3 separate regions of the Mus musculus genome follow, and all the other regions are linked to region 2. The links are chromatin contacts, called in public Hi-C maps. All regions are on one chromosome and are shown on one strand. Each heading gives the region's core, a stretch centred on a gene start, on an enhancer-like site or on the middle of the called end of the contact. The rest is flanking DNA. Distances are from core to core; before and after follow the strand shown. Region 1 has its middle 5.7 kb from the start of Gm36427. Region 2 has its middle 47 kb from the start of Gm41042. Region 3 has its middle 30 kb from the start of 4922502H24Rik.

The links. A called contact is a pair of places that touch in the nucleus more often than the background predicts.
Region 1: a Hi-C map of uterus shows a contact between it and region 2, with 2.8 times the contacts expected there. The contact joins two enhancer-like sites. A contact is called at or near these places in 8 of 484 Hi-C or Micro-C datasets (liver, nephron progenitors and uterus) and 1 of 115 datasets of contacts at active chromatin or transcription factors (fibro-adipogenic progenitors).
Region 3: a contact with region 2 is called in a Hi-C map of uterus, with 12 times the contacts expected there. The contact joins two enhancer-like sites. A contact is called at or near these places in 5 of 484 Hi-C or Micro-C datasets (all in uterus), 1 of 115 datasets of contacts at active chromatin or transcription factors (fibro-adipogenic progenitors) and 1 of 9 other capture datasets (embryonic stem cells).

What each region holds. Positions count from the first base shown.
Region 1 is chr13:101,309,634-101,313,570 of GRCm38.p6, forward strand. No RefSeq gene overlaps it. Among named protein-coding and RNA genes, the nearest start is that of Gm36427, 5.7 kb to the left of the region's middle. Within about 2 kb of position 2,483, at least 20 of the 459 cell types and tissues checked have an H3K27ac peak or open chromatin away from gene starts, as enhancers often do. A contact at or near this core is called in uterus, where this site is marked.
Region 2 is chr13:100,948,182-100,952,504 of GRCm38.p6, forward strand. No RefSeq gene overlaps it. Among named protein-coding and RNA genes, the nearest start is that of Gm41042, 47 kb to the right of the region's middle. Within about 2 kb of position 2,305, at least 13 of the 459 cell types and tissues checked have an H3K27ac peak or open chromatin away from gene starts, as enhancers often do. A contact at or near this core is called in uterus, where this site is marked.
Region 3 is chr13:101,425,657-101,429,776 of GRCm38.p6, forward strand. No RefSeq gene overlaps it. Among named protein-coding and RNA genes, the nearest start is that of 4922502H24Rik, 30 kb to the left of the region's middle. Within about 2 kb of position 2,330, at least 38 of the 459 cell types and tissues checked have an H3K27ac peak or open chromatin away from gene starts, as enhancers often do. A contact at or near this core is called in uterus, where this site is marked.

The sequences.
Region 1 (3,937 bases), core at 1,233-3,732, 360 kb after region 2:
GCCTTCTTTGATGAGTGATCTATATCTGATTACCAGGAGTCATTGATCATCCTTCTTCACTTTCTAGTTGGAAGGAGGAGTGAAATCAACATCACTGGCTCTGTTTTTCCTATATTCATGGGCATTGCTCAGAACTTTCACACTAAGCAAGAAGAGGGACATCGGGGTCCTCCTAAAATAGGGACAAAAATAATTCATAATGGATGGGAGTGTAGAGTTTGGGAAAAGAACCAATCTGCCTTCAGTGGTAAAATCTCCATTGTTTTATACCTTTTGAGACTATCTCATTTTGTGTGTGAGGTTTAGGGGACATATTCCTAATGCTACTGTGGTCTCGATACTCAAGAGATCATGTGGAAATTTGCCTTTTGTGCCAAGAATGTTTCCAAAAGCTGGAAGAGTGAAAATCTCCCTGAAGTTCTTGAACTTACTTTCTTTCCTGTGGGTTTTCTTGTGGAGGGTATGCAGTCATAACTAGATTTTAAAACTACACATGTCTCAAGTCTCACTTAACTCTTCAGACCCATGAACTGGATGTGTTTCTAACAAGAGACACACCGGGTGGGTGTGTGCTGGGTAGTAAGGGTTGAGGGTTTAATTGCTAACTGGTGGAGAAAGGTGAACAGTATATAACAACCATGGGGGTAGGAGGCATGAGACCCAGAGATAAGATTTATTTTAAAACCTCCTGAGCCTTGGCTATTTGTCTGTACAACAGAGATCACAATACTGACTTTCAGAGGTCTGGAGAAGGCTTGAGTAATATAGTGTGTGTGGATGAAGTGCCCTGGGAACTGCAAACCATTTTACACATGTAAATTGTGGTTCCTGGACTCACATTGGATCGAATAGTTCTTGAAAACAAAGCAGTCTAAGTCTGGTGCTTTGTGAAACAGATATTCCTCATTGATTTTTTTCCTAATGGGATTTAATTTGTACACTGTTGTGTCTATGTGTTCAAGATATGAGTTGGGTGGAAAAGACCGAAACTCAGAAGTTGAGCAGCATCCCCACCTTGAAATGTAGAAACTGCTCAAAAGCCTGAGCTTTCATCATGGTAACCTGGGAAACAGCTGTGTGTAAGGTGCTCTCACCTGATGGGCTAGTGGGTTCCACATCTGCCCTCCAATTATTTGTCACCTCTCCCAGTGCATTTGAGCCACCTTTACTTGTATACAAGGTTTGCAGAGGACCATGGTCGTGACTGTTCTGAGTTTTCAAGCCTTCCAGAAAGAGAAGTGGTTTGGCATCTAGGGAATTATTTTTTTTTATAATTTCTACCACTTAATGTTCTCTCTCTCTCTCCCTCCCTCTCTCTCTCTCTGTGTGTGTGTTATGAGGGGGTTGATTTAAGCACTGGATTGTGTAACTGCCTTAATTAAGCAGTATTTTCAGGTAGGAACTGTTAATACCCCTTGTTTGTAGATAAGGGGAATGAACATGGGTAGCTTTAGATCAATTGTTCTGAGTCAGGAAATCCGACAGTGCAAGTTAGGAATATGTGTGGGCATGACTGGCTCTAACGGCTTCTCTTAGATCAGAATACTGCTCTATGTCTGGCTGGGCTAGGGATTTCAAGAAGCCAAAGGTATTGAGTGAGGTGAAACTTGACCTTGGAGGTATCTCCCTCTTGCCGGAGATAAGAGAGGCACAGAACATGTAGCATCCACCCCGAGGTGCTGATAGATTGGACCCACCTTCAGCCCCCAAAGGAAAATGTCACATGATGAATCAGCAGGGCCTAGATTGTCTATACATAGCACATGAGTGCTGGTCCCTCTGCTCCACACTGCTTTTCAGGTGCAATTAATCATTTCAGCCATTTGCTCTAAAGAGAAATGCCCAGATTTTAATGTCTGTGGCTTAGTGCAGGGCTTGGAACTTCTCCTTGGGTTCTCTTGAGTCTTACTTCCTACTGAGCATTCAGAACTTATAGGCATTGTTTTCAGAATGAAAAGAGGGAGCGAAGGAAGGGAGAGAGGGAAAATAAGGAGGGAAAGAAAGGAAGGAAGAAAAGAAAAGAAAGAAAAGAAAAGAAAAGAGAAAAGAGAAGAGAAGAGAAGAGAAAAAAGAAAAGAAAAGAAAAGAAAAGAAAAGAAAAGAAAAGGAGTTAGCTTAAGCAAGCAGAGGAGAAGGAAAGGGACAGGAACCTGGGATTCAGGGTGGAGTCAAGGAGAATGAAATGGAGGCTTTGGACACCTCCTTACCCACCCTATGCCATCTCATAAATCTTTATATTTCATTTCACTAAATGTGGCAGAAATACAACTGCGCTTGCACATAATTGCTGCCATTGAAGGAATCCACCCTGGCATACCCATTTGAGTTAAAAAAAAAAATAACCCATGTAACCTAAGAGCAAATCAGAGGCTGGACTCTCCGTGCCAAGCATAATCTCAAGCAACATTTAACTAGGTTCAATATTTATTTCCCTGCCTTGCCTCACTTTGAAATGATCTGGACTCAGTTCAGAGAGGACCAGCCCTGATTTTATGGTGCTCTTGGATAGCTTCCAGCAGCATGAGGGCTCAGATGTCAGGGAGTTCCAGAAAAGTGAGATCCTTGTAGATTTCACAATGTAAGACACCCTCTCCTGCTCACATTTTGCAACACGAAGGCCTTTTCCTTGATGTTATGACTTTTTGAGAGTTGTCTGAGCACCCTTAAATAATATCTCTCCTGCATGTTCCAACTTCTATCTTATCTCTAGGGGTGGAGTAGATAAAATTAACTTTGTTAACAGTGTGCATAAGTAAAAAAAAAAAAAATCTCAAAAAAATCTTCAAAGACCATTGACCAGTGTTCAAATAGACGACATGCTGCCAGCCATTGTGGAAGTCAGACTTAGAAGTTTCAACCTACATTAAGTAGCAGGTAACACTCAAGCAAGTTTGATGGATACAAGGGACACATCAAATAAAAAGCGGCCAGTTCTCAAGCTTTTGTACCTCAAATAATCAATAGAAAAGCCGGGCAATTTTAGTGTAAACCGGAGCTGTATCTTAGGATGGCAGGACTAACTTCTAGCTCCCTGTTAAAGGAGGGACTAGGCTGACACCGAATGAACTCACACTCACCCGTGACATTTATTATAGCGGCATGACTTGGTTAAGTGAAGTGATTGATACCCTCCCTTAAAAATGAAGCCTTTCATATATTTTTAGTTTGGAAAAAGACTCCAGGACCTTACTCTATAAAATAACATATTTTCATTTTCTTTATTTTACTGTCATCTGTACAAAGTGAGTTTTCATCTGGCTTAACCGCAGGAACTCAGGAGACTGTGAGGCCTATACTCATATCCTAAGAGCATCTTTTATTGACCATCAAGAAATCTGTGGGCTTCTCTAGGTGTGGAATTGGGAGAGTTGAGGGAGATAATGCATTTAAAGCAGCTAGTAAGATATGCAGGCATATAGTCAAGAAATGCTGGGCATACTGTTATTAAAATAATAATTGTTAAAGTTATCTTGATTCTTGATGTCATAATTCCATAAACCATTAGGCTATTAACAGATGTAAAAACAATCACACCTATTGTAGATGTTTATGTTCCAGGCAGGCAACATGGCTAATACTTTCTTTCTCTTTGGATTCTCATCACCATCCCCAAAGTGTATGAGCTTTAGAAAGGAGGAAACTGAGGAAATGGAAGGAAACTGTCAGGGTCTGGCTGGCCTCCCTGTGCCGTGTCACGCAGATGGTTGGGTTTTGGCCCGTTCTATCTTTGGATGACAAGCAAACACTGACACACTTGGAGGGGGTTACCGTATCTCTTTGGACCTTGGGCTTTTCATCTGTCAGGTGAGAAGGTAGAGTAGGGTACAGGAGATATTTTCGGGCTCCAGGACTCTAACAGAGTCAGTTGTTGAGAGATACAAGCTTGGAAAATGTATAAACAGGGTTTTATGTGCTTGGCATGGAGCTTGTGTGCGCG
Region 2 (4,323 bases), core at 1,055-3,554:
AACTCATGCTTGCCATCTTCGTCCTATGTTTTCCCATTTCTGCTACCGCTCCTAAGCATCCTTCTCCTTGGTGCTTCTATGTACTTGATTCTTTCTCTTTGTCATCTTCTTTTCTCCTTCCTCCCTCTCCCTCCCTACTTCCCTTCCTTCCTCTCCACTCCATCCCTCCCTCCCTTCAAGTATACACAAGATTACATAGTATCTTTCTTTCTGTGTCTGACTTGTTTCATTTAACATGATGTTCCCTAGGCTCATCTATATTCCAATCAGTAAAATCTTGACACGTTTTAAGGCAGCCTGTGAGCATTTCTAGAAACTTCCCCAGGCCTGTACTGAGGCCCACTGTTAACTCTGGAATAACTCTGGAGCTGTGGAGTTAGTTAGAGTTGGTGTTTGGTCCTATCAGGCAGTCAATTATCCTCTGGCGAACTCTTATTTTCTGGATCATTTCTAGGTTTACAAGATGAACTTTTCAAGGTCCATTTGCAAACAATTCTACAGATGCGGCTGCTGTAACTCACACTCATCCCTGGCGAGCTTACTGCCGAAATGAGTATTCAGGGTTCTGTTGGATAAATCTTTTAGAGCACTGGTTCTTAATCTGTGACCCCTTTCTATGGTTTACATCCCCTTTGGGGTGTTGAATGACCCTTTTACAGGGGTCGCATATCAGATATTCTGCATATCAAATATTTATATTACAATTCATAACAGTAATAAAATTATAGTTATGAAGTAACAATGAAAATAATTTTATGGTTGGGGGGGTCACCACAACACGAGGAACTCTACTAAGGGGTTGATTGCAGCATTAGGAAGGCTGAGAACCACTGGTTTAGAAGCACCTAAGGCAGTTCAATTGAGGTCTTCATGCATTTAACTGAAGGCTATCCTTCCAGGCTATGAAGGGGCGCGGTTGTAGCATATCACTGGCCCTTATTGATTCTCCCTCCTGGGGGAATATATTTTTTTTTATGTGAAGCAGAAAGTCTATTTTCCTTTCATCAAATGAACAAACATACCCTACAAATTGTGGAGAAGAAAATGGTCAGTGGAATTGTTCTCTGTTTGCTTCTTAGAGTTGAAATCCTTGCTGATGGGATAGGTAGGATTCATGGAGTGTAAGTACAGGTTTTAATAATATATATATATATATATATATATATATATATATATATATATATGTATTAATGCAAAAGAGGAGCTCATTTCAAGCTCAAATGCTATTCTGTTTTACCTTTCTGACCTTGTAAGCTTGATATCTCTCTCTCTTAGAATCTCAGATCTGAACATTCTTGCCCCTCCCTCTCCTCGAACTCCTCTCATGCCCACCCCCCAAATTCATGACCCCTTGTTATCTGTTTTTATCTATCTATCTATCTATCTATCTATCTATCTATCTATCTATCTATCTATCTATCTATCTATCTATCTTTTTACCTACCTACATACACACACATGCCCATTTACCATTGCTTGTATGTACACGTGTCCAGGCCTGACCACTCAGAATGGGACAACCTATGCAGGAGCTTGTCCCTGGAGGGAACTGATTCCCCTTTCAGCAGCCATTGGCCATTTGTAGCTCTTCATCTAGGTGTAAAACCTTTGGAATTTTCCATGTTGGCTTGTCAGTTGCTAATGTGACTAGGCTTGTCTTTTTCAGTATGCCTGGCTTTTCAATTTGGATTCTGGGGAATCCATGCTTATGTGACTCTCTATTTTTCTTGATGTTGGCCTTAGAGATATTAAAAAAAACAAACAAACAACAAATGACTGGTAGATACTATTTTAAAACTAGGCTACCCAAGAGACACTCAAGTCTCTTCACATTTTTGCATCCAGGTGCCATAGTATATATAGCTATGTTGCATGGCCTATGGTCCCAGATCTTCAATGCCCCTCTATACCCTCTGCTAGGAAATGAGCACAGGCCTGTTGCATATAGTAAGCATGTGCTCTAACCACTGAGTTACACCTGCAGACCTCACCTCAGTGCTTTTGAAGGTTCTGGTTTGGGGACCTTTCCACGGTACCTTCTCACTTGCCATTAAGGCTTATCTCCAATGAAATCATCTCAGCCCACAGTACCACCACAGTTAGATACCGACTGTGATAATACCTGCTTCGTGCACCTCAGGAATTAGAGGACCGGAGGCGATGGTTTCTGTGATGAGAGTGCTGGAGAAGCTGGGCTGCTCCCACCCGGGCTATGATGATGGTTCTTATCATCCCTGGACTGTCTTCAGATGACTAAAAATATCCACCACGTCTGGGCCTTCTCAGCATAGTTTTATCTCTCTTGGACTTCCCCATGCTGGCCAAGAAGCCTGACAGTTTAAGCAGCTGAAGAATTTGCTGGTAGACAGCACTGTTGCTGGTGGAGAATGCCTGGGTAATGAATTACCTTCTTTAGGGTCCCGACGGGAATCTGGTACCCTGGAAAGCGTTAATTTACTTCACTTGAATGAACGCTTTAGGCCCAGCTAGCATTTCATTTGCCCAGGCAGCCCATTGTGATGATGACATTAAATAATCATTATCATTACGTGGAAATCCTGTCACCTTGGGGATTTAGAAAGTGTCTTTCAAGTCACACACACACACACACACACACACACACACACACACACACACACAAGCAACCCAAATGAGCAGAGTGTGAAGAAAACATTTGTTTGTAATTGTCAGCATTTGGCAAAGGCAGGAGATGAAAGAAAGAAATGAACTATGGCTTTGGATTCCTTCCAGGGTGTGTGTGTGTGTGTGTGTGTGTGTGTGTGTTTTTCCAACTCCAAATCATTGGAGATGAGGGAGGGAAGCCTTCCTGTCCTGGTCCATGAGCTTCAGGGAGGAAGCAGGAGTCTTCACCTCCCTTATTCCTTGGTCCAGGAAGTCATTTCAAAGGGAGCTGCCTCCAGGGGAAAGCAAGAGCCTATTGGCCAATATTTATTTATAGCCCTATACCCTGTAAACTTGTCTTCTTGTAAAAAATTAAGAGCAAAAAAATATTTGCGCCCTTGTTTGCCTGGAGCCCCTCCAAGCTGACCTGTCTGCTTTCTTTATTTCTTATGCTGGTTGCTCAACATCTTTGGTCTTGACTGAATTGGTTTCACTCCTAGGCCCTCCCTCATTATTAATGTTGTTATTATTGGGCAGTTCTTCTATGTTTGCAGTGTCCTTGAGAATCTTTCCTTCCTTCTTTCTTTTTTATTAGCTGATCTTTACAACAGCTCAGTGAGGTGGATCAGCCTCACAGACTATTTATCTAACAAATGGCCCAACATTTTCTTTCTTTTTTTTGGCTTTTGTTAGGATTTATTGCAACCATTTTATTATTTTTCTTTCTGATAGCCACCCTTCTCCAAGACCCAACTTCCTGCTCTTCCTTGCACTGTTCCATAAGCCAGAGACTTGTACCATTCTGGCCTTGCTCTGCCCCTTCCTGGCATCTCACCCTCCTCAAAGTCACTGTTGCTCCTCCTCTCAATGTGGTTAGAGCCCAATTAATCTAAGGCAGGTGTGAGCCATGGGCTTCCTCCTCAGGTTCTTGCCCTTCAGTGAATCTCTAAGTGGCCACAGACTGTCACTTGCTGCTTCTGTGGCTGGGTATATATTGGCTCTAAGGTGAGCTACTGGAACGTCAGGCTTGGAACTGGTATGGTGACAGTTAAGGGCATCGATCCTCATTAACCAAGAACTAGTCAAGTCTTCTGAAAACTTAGGATCATCGGCATCCCCACCACCAGGAGCCATACATGCAAACTATGATCTAATAAAGAATGAACTGAATGGCTGCCACTCTCAGTCTTTCTTACTACTATCACCCAACCTGTCTTAGTATGTCTCCGTCTGTGTATGTATTCTTATACATTCTTTATGTCTGGAAACTCACAAACAAGTAGGATCCCCAGAAAACCATTTTAAGCTTTGAATTCTTGACCTGTATATCAATCAGTCTGTCTTTCCATTTCTCTGCTGTGATTCTACCTATTAAACAACTTGTCTTTCTCACATGCCAGCCCCCAAGAGCAGAGGTTGTATCTTCTTGAATGTTCCTTTAAATAAATTAGGAACTTCTTTTACGAATGATAAAGTTTCCTAAATCAGTGAGGTCTTTATAAATGTGAGTTTAAAAATGAAAATTGTATTAATTTATGCATACAGCAATGAAGGATAGACTTGAGTCCTGTTATAATGGCCAAGAAATACCTTTCCCTTTCAAAAACCAATAACGATGACAGTTTACATTGTAAACTGAAATCATAAGCCATGCTATTTGACTGGTTTCTGTAGGACTTGCCTGGCCACCTTTGGGCATTG
Region 3 (4,120 bases), core at 1,080-3,579, 480 kb after region 2:
CATGTGAACAGGAAGGCAGCCACTTATGAGCAAAGGAAAGAAGTCTGTTGACATCTTGATTCGGCCTCCTGAAAGGAGAACTGTGAGACCATGAGATTCTGTCCGCTCTAAGTCATTGTGTTAGTGATTACTCAAAGCCACTGGGATTATAGGGGTTTTAGTAAATGAATCCGTGGTTAGTCATTTTCTTCCACCTCTCTCCTATCTTGATGGTCTTGGATATAGAAATTGGTGTAGTAAGGCAGAGGAAGGAGAAGGAACCCTTGAGCATGAAGGCATCCGGATTTTACATGCCTCCCTATCTGCTGGCATCAATGGCGTGTATGATGAAGATGAGGCCCCTGCTTTTGTGGTGCCCATATTTGGTAGGAAGAACCAAGCTGAACAATTGATAGAGAGTATGTGTTCTGTGGCAAGGGTATGTGTATGTACACACACACACACACACACACACACACACACACACACACACACAACACACCTCTGCAGTGGAAATCTCTGATAGGGACCCTGTTTTTTGGGGTTCCAGAAACATTTCTTTGACTGAAAGTGGCATTTGACCTGAAAGTTGAATCTGAGTTAGCTGATGAAAGGGAACAAGACTAATGAAAGACAGTGAAGGCAATGTTTCCAGGCAGAGGTGGCAGCCAGACCCCTGGCTTCGCATGGGACGAGGGAAGAAAGCTTGTTATTCCTACTGGAATTAATGATGCTACCCCAGAATCCAAATTCAAAGCAGGTAGAGCTATTTGATGGGAAAAGAAAAAAACTCCTCAGCCATTCTCCTAATTTGAGTAGTGGTGGGGTTGGGAGGCACCCTTGACATTGCAGGGAAAGCATTTGGCTGGCTTACATAACCCTACAGCAGTCTACCCAACACCCCGACCCAGCGGTCTGGTCTTGCAGCACACGTTCACAGCTTGGTATGGGAGCTTCTCAAAGTATTTTCACAGAGCCAGACTTTGTGAAGGGGCCAACTACCAAAGCAAACCTCACGGAGCTGATAGAAGAATTGTTACAGCTTGTCCCCTGATGGGAAAGGCCACTCCCTCCTCTTCCAGTCCCTTCCAAGAACCTGAAAACTGAAAGGGCCTTTTATGTCTCTGATAGATGGTTTGGCAAACATTTTCCTTTGGAATCACAGCCTACCTTACTTGCCTTCTGCTAATCCCCTCTCCCCACACTGAAACACGTTGTGTCTCCTGGCAACAGGGCTGGAGGAGGAATGGATGGTTGTCTCCTAAAGGGGGAATGTTTTAGAGGTCACTTCTGGGTCCCTGTCCTGGCCTTGCCCTTAATTAATCTAGCTGCTAGTTGGAAATCACCTTTCGACCCTGATATAGCTGTCTCTTGTGAGACTAAGCCAGTGCCTGGTAAACACAGAAGTGGATGCTCACAGTCAGCTATTGGATGGATCACAGGGCCCCCAATGGAGGAGCTAGAGAAAGTACCCAAGGAGCTAAAGGGGTCTGCAACCCTATAGGTGGAACAACAATATGAACTAACCAGTACCCCTGGAGCCCGTGTCTCTAGCTGCATGTGTAGCAGAAGATGGCCTAGTCAGCCAACATTGGGCCTTGATCTTGCAAACTTTATATGCCTCAGTACAGGGGAACACCAGGTTCAAGAAGTGGGAGTGGTGGTGGGGTATGGAGGACTTTTGGGATAGCATTTGAAATGTAAATGAAGAAAATACCTAATTAAACAAAATTTGGAAATGGAAAACAAAACAAAACAAACCAAACAAACAAACCAAACAAACAAACAAACAAAATCACTTTTCATCCTTGAGCCTCAGTTTCTGAGCGCAGAAATTCACTATGGGAGCCGAGTGGAGCGAGCACGTGAGCAAGACAAGGTTGGGCTGCTTTGTCTACCCATCAACATTGGGATTCTATCTTCCCTACTACTGCCTCTGTGCTTTCCTTCGTCCTCCTCACACCAACCACAACCTTGGTGCTGTCAGAGATCAGCCAAAGCGGCCTTTGGCAGCCTGGGGCAGACATACTGCTGCCATTATGAGTAGGGGAAAATGGTAACTAAACTTCTTCCCCTTGTTTGCTCTACCTTCCATGATTCATCACAATGTCCACTTCCCCCTTCTACAGATCTCCCACCCCTTTCCACCCACAAATCCATCCAAAAAAAAAAAAAAAAAAACCCTTCTGCCTGGAGGGGAATTCAAGACTTATTTCTTTAATGGTCAGAATTGTGCTGGGTCAAGGCTTTTAACTGTGTATTTAATTAGTCATCTGTACGCATGCAACTCAAAGGCGTTCAGCTGTGCCTTTTTATAGGATTAATAAAGCCGGTTGTAAATCACCTCTGCAGCCCATAAAAGTATTTATAGCAGCTTTTCTCTCCCCCTGCCATTACAGAAGCTCTGTTTGAACTAGCTGAGGTTTGCACGGGGATAGTTCTACCCAGTTCTAGAAGGAAAGCGTTAACAATCCTTTCCTGGCAAACCACAACTTCATCATTAGGCAACGTAGAATGTACTGGAATGTTAAGCTCCAACAAGGACATTCCAGGGTGTGATTGCCAACAGCAAGCCTTCTGTGTTAATGAAAAATCAAAATACAAAAAAAGCCAGTCAACTACAAGCACAAAACCTTCAGTGGAACTTGAGAAATGGGACCAGAGTTGGGAATCTATGGCTTCCTGACTTCCATAAACCGTAACGGGATTTGGCAAGCTCTTCCCCAAGCCCATGCATTCACAGTGGCCAAACACCTATGCAGTCCCCACAGCCAAGTCCATGCTATCACTCAGTCTGCGGAGAAACAAGCAACCTTTGTCTGATGGGCATTCAGAGCCTTTGCAGGTGAAATGAACATTACCAAAAAAACCTGTCTCTTGTGTCAGCTTGTGAAGGCTTATTTCTCATACCACCTTTTTCTGCCCAGAAAGAAACAATCTCAGTTCTTAAGAGACAACTAGCCTCATGCCATCTCCCCAATTCCTTTTCTCTGCATGGCCCACTTGACTTCAACCCCCCCCCCCCCACACACACACACTGAATGTCACAGCATTGATTAGACGTTGACTTCAGAAGTCACTTGTTGCTTTGAGGCTACCCAGGGCAGAAGCAGCCATAAGTTTTGGGTTTGCAGATACATGTTCTAAAATCTTGCCGTTTGCCTCTTTTCTTCACGGGATTAACTGTCTGATGATTGGCAAGCTCTCGGCTGAAAGAAGAGCGGTGGAGAAAAGAGAAAAGAAACAGGATGTGCAGGCGACCATACCCCCGGAATGAAGATAAGCTGCACCAGGTGGTTCAGGAACCAATTGCAGAGATAGGTTTGCACTTGGCTGAAGATTGATTGGGACTTCCTCACAGACATAGAGGGTTCCCTATGTCACTGGCTATCTGGGGCCAGCCACTGTGTCCCTGTAGTGGCTCCTAGTGCTTATAAACTTCAGGGACACCTAGGCTGTCGCTTGGAGTCCTGTGGGATTTTTTGTATGTATTAAAGAGGAAAGTACTGGACCAGCTGTGCTAATGGAAAAGAGGCACAGGGGCCCTGCCCCTTGATATTGGCCCCAGGGTAGATGTGACTGGGATCTAGTTCATTGACTCTTGAGACTTTAGTCTTGGAGGCTGCCTTGAGTCTCTTTACATTTTATGGGTTGCCTCCTCTATGGCTTTTTCTTCTCCTCCTCTTCTTCCTCCTCCTCCTCCTCCTCCTCCTCCTGTTGCTCCTTCTCTCCCCCACTCCCTTCTTTCCTATTCCTCTTCTCTCCCATCTTCTTCATTTTCTTCCTTCCTTTTGGAAAAGATCTTTTTGGGAAAATATCTTAGATGACTTTCCCAATATCTGACCTTCAAATATCTTTTCCAGGACTGATTCTTTTTGAGAAGAGATTCATTATTATTATTATTATTATTATTATTATTATTATTATTATTTTAAAGATGGGATATCTTCTTCAAAGGATATGTAGAGAAGAAATGCAGCTTTTCCTCTGGGTATATAGTTGGGCTGTTTTAAACTATTTTTTCAGTTAATAGAGCATTTGATGCTTCCAGAAAAGACATTAGTGACAGAATCATTTGCCTGCTTTTCTCTCAGAGTTAGCCAAGAATAGAAAGCATTTTGATGTTGAAACCAAAAACTTA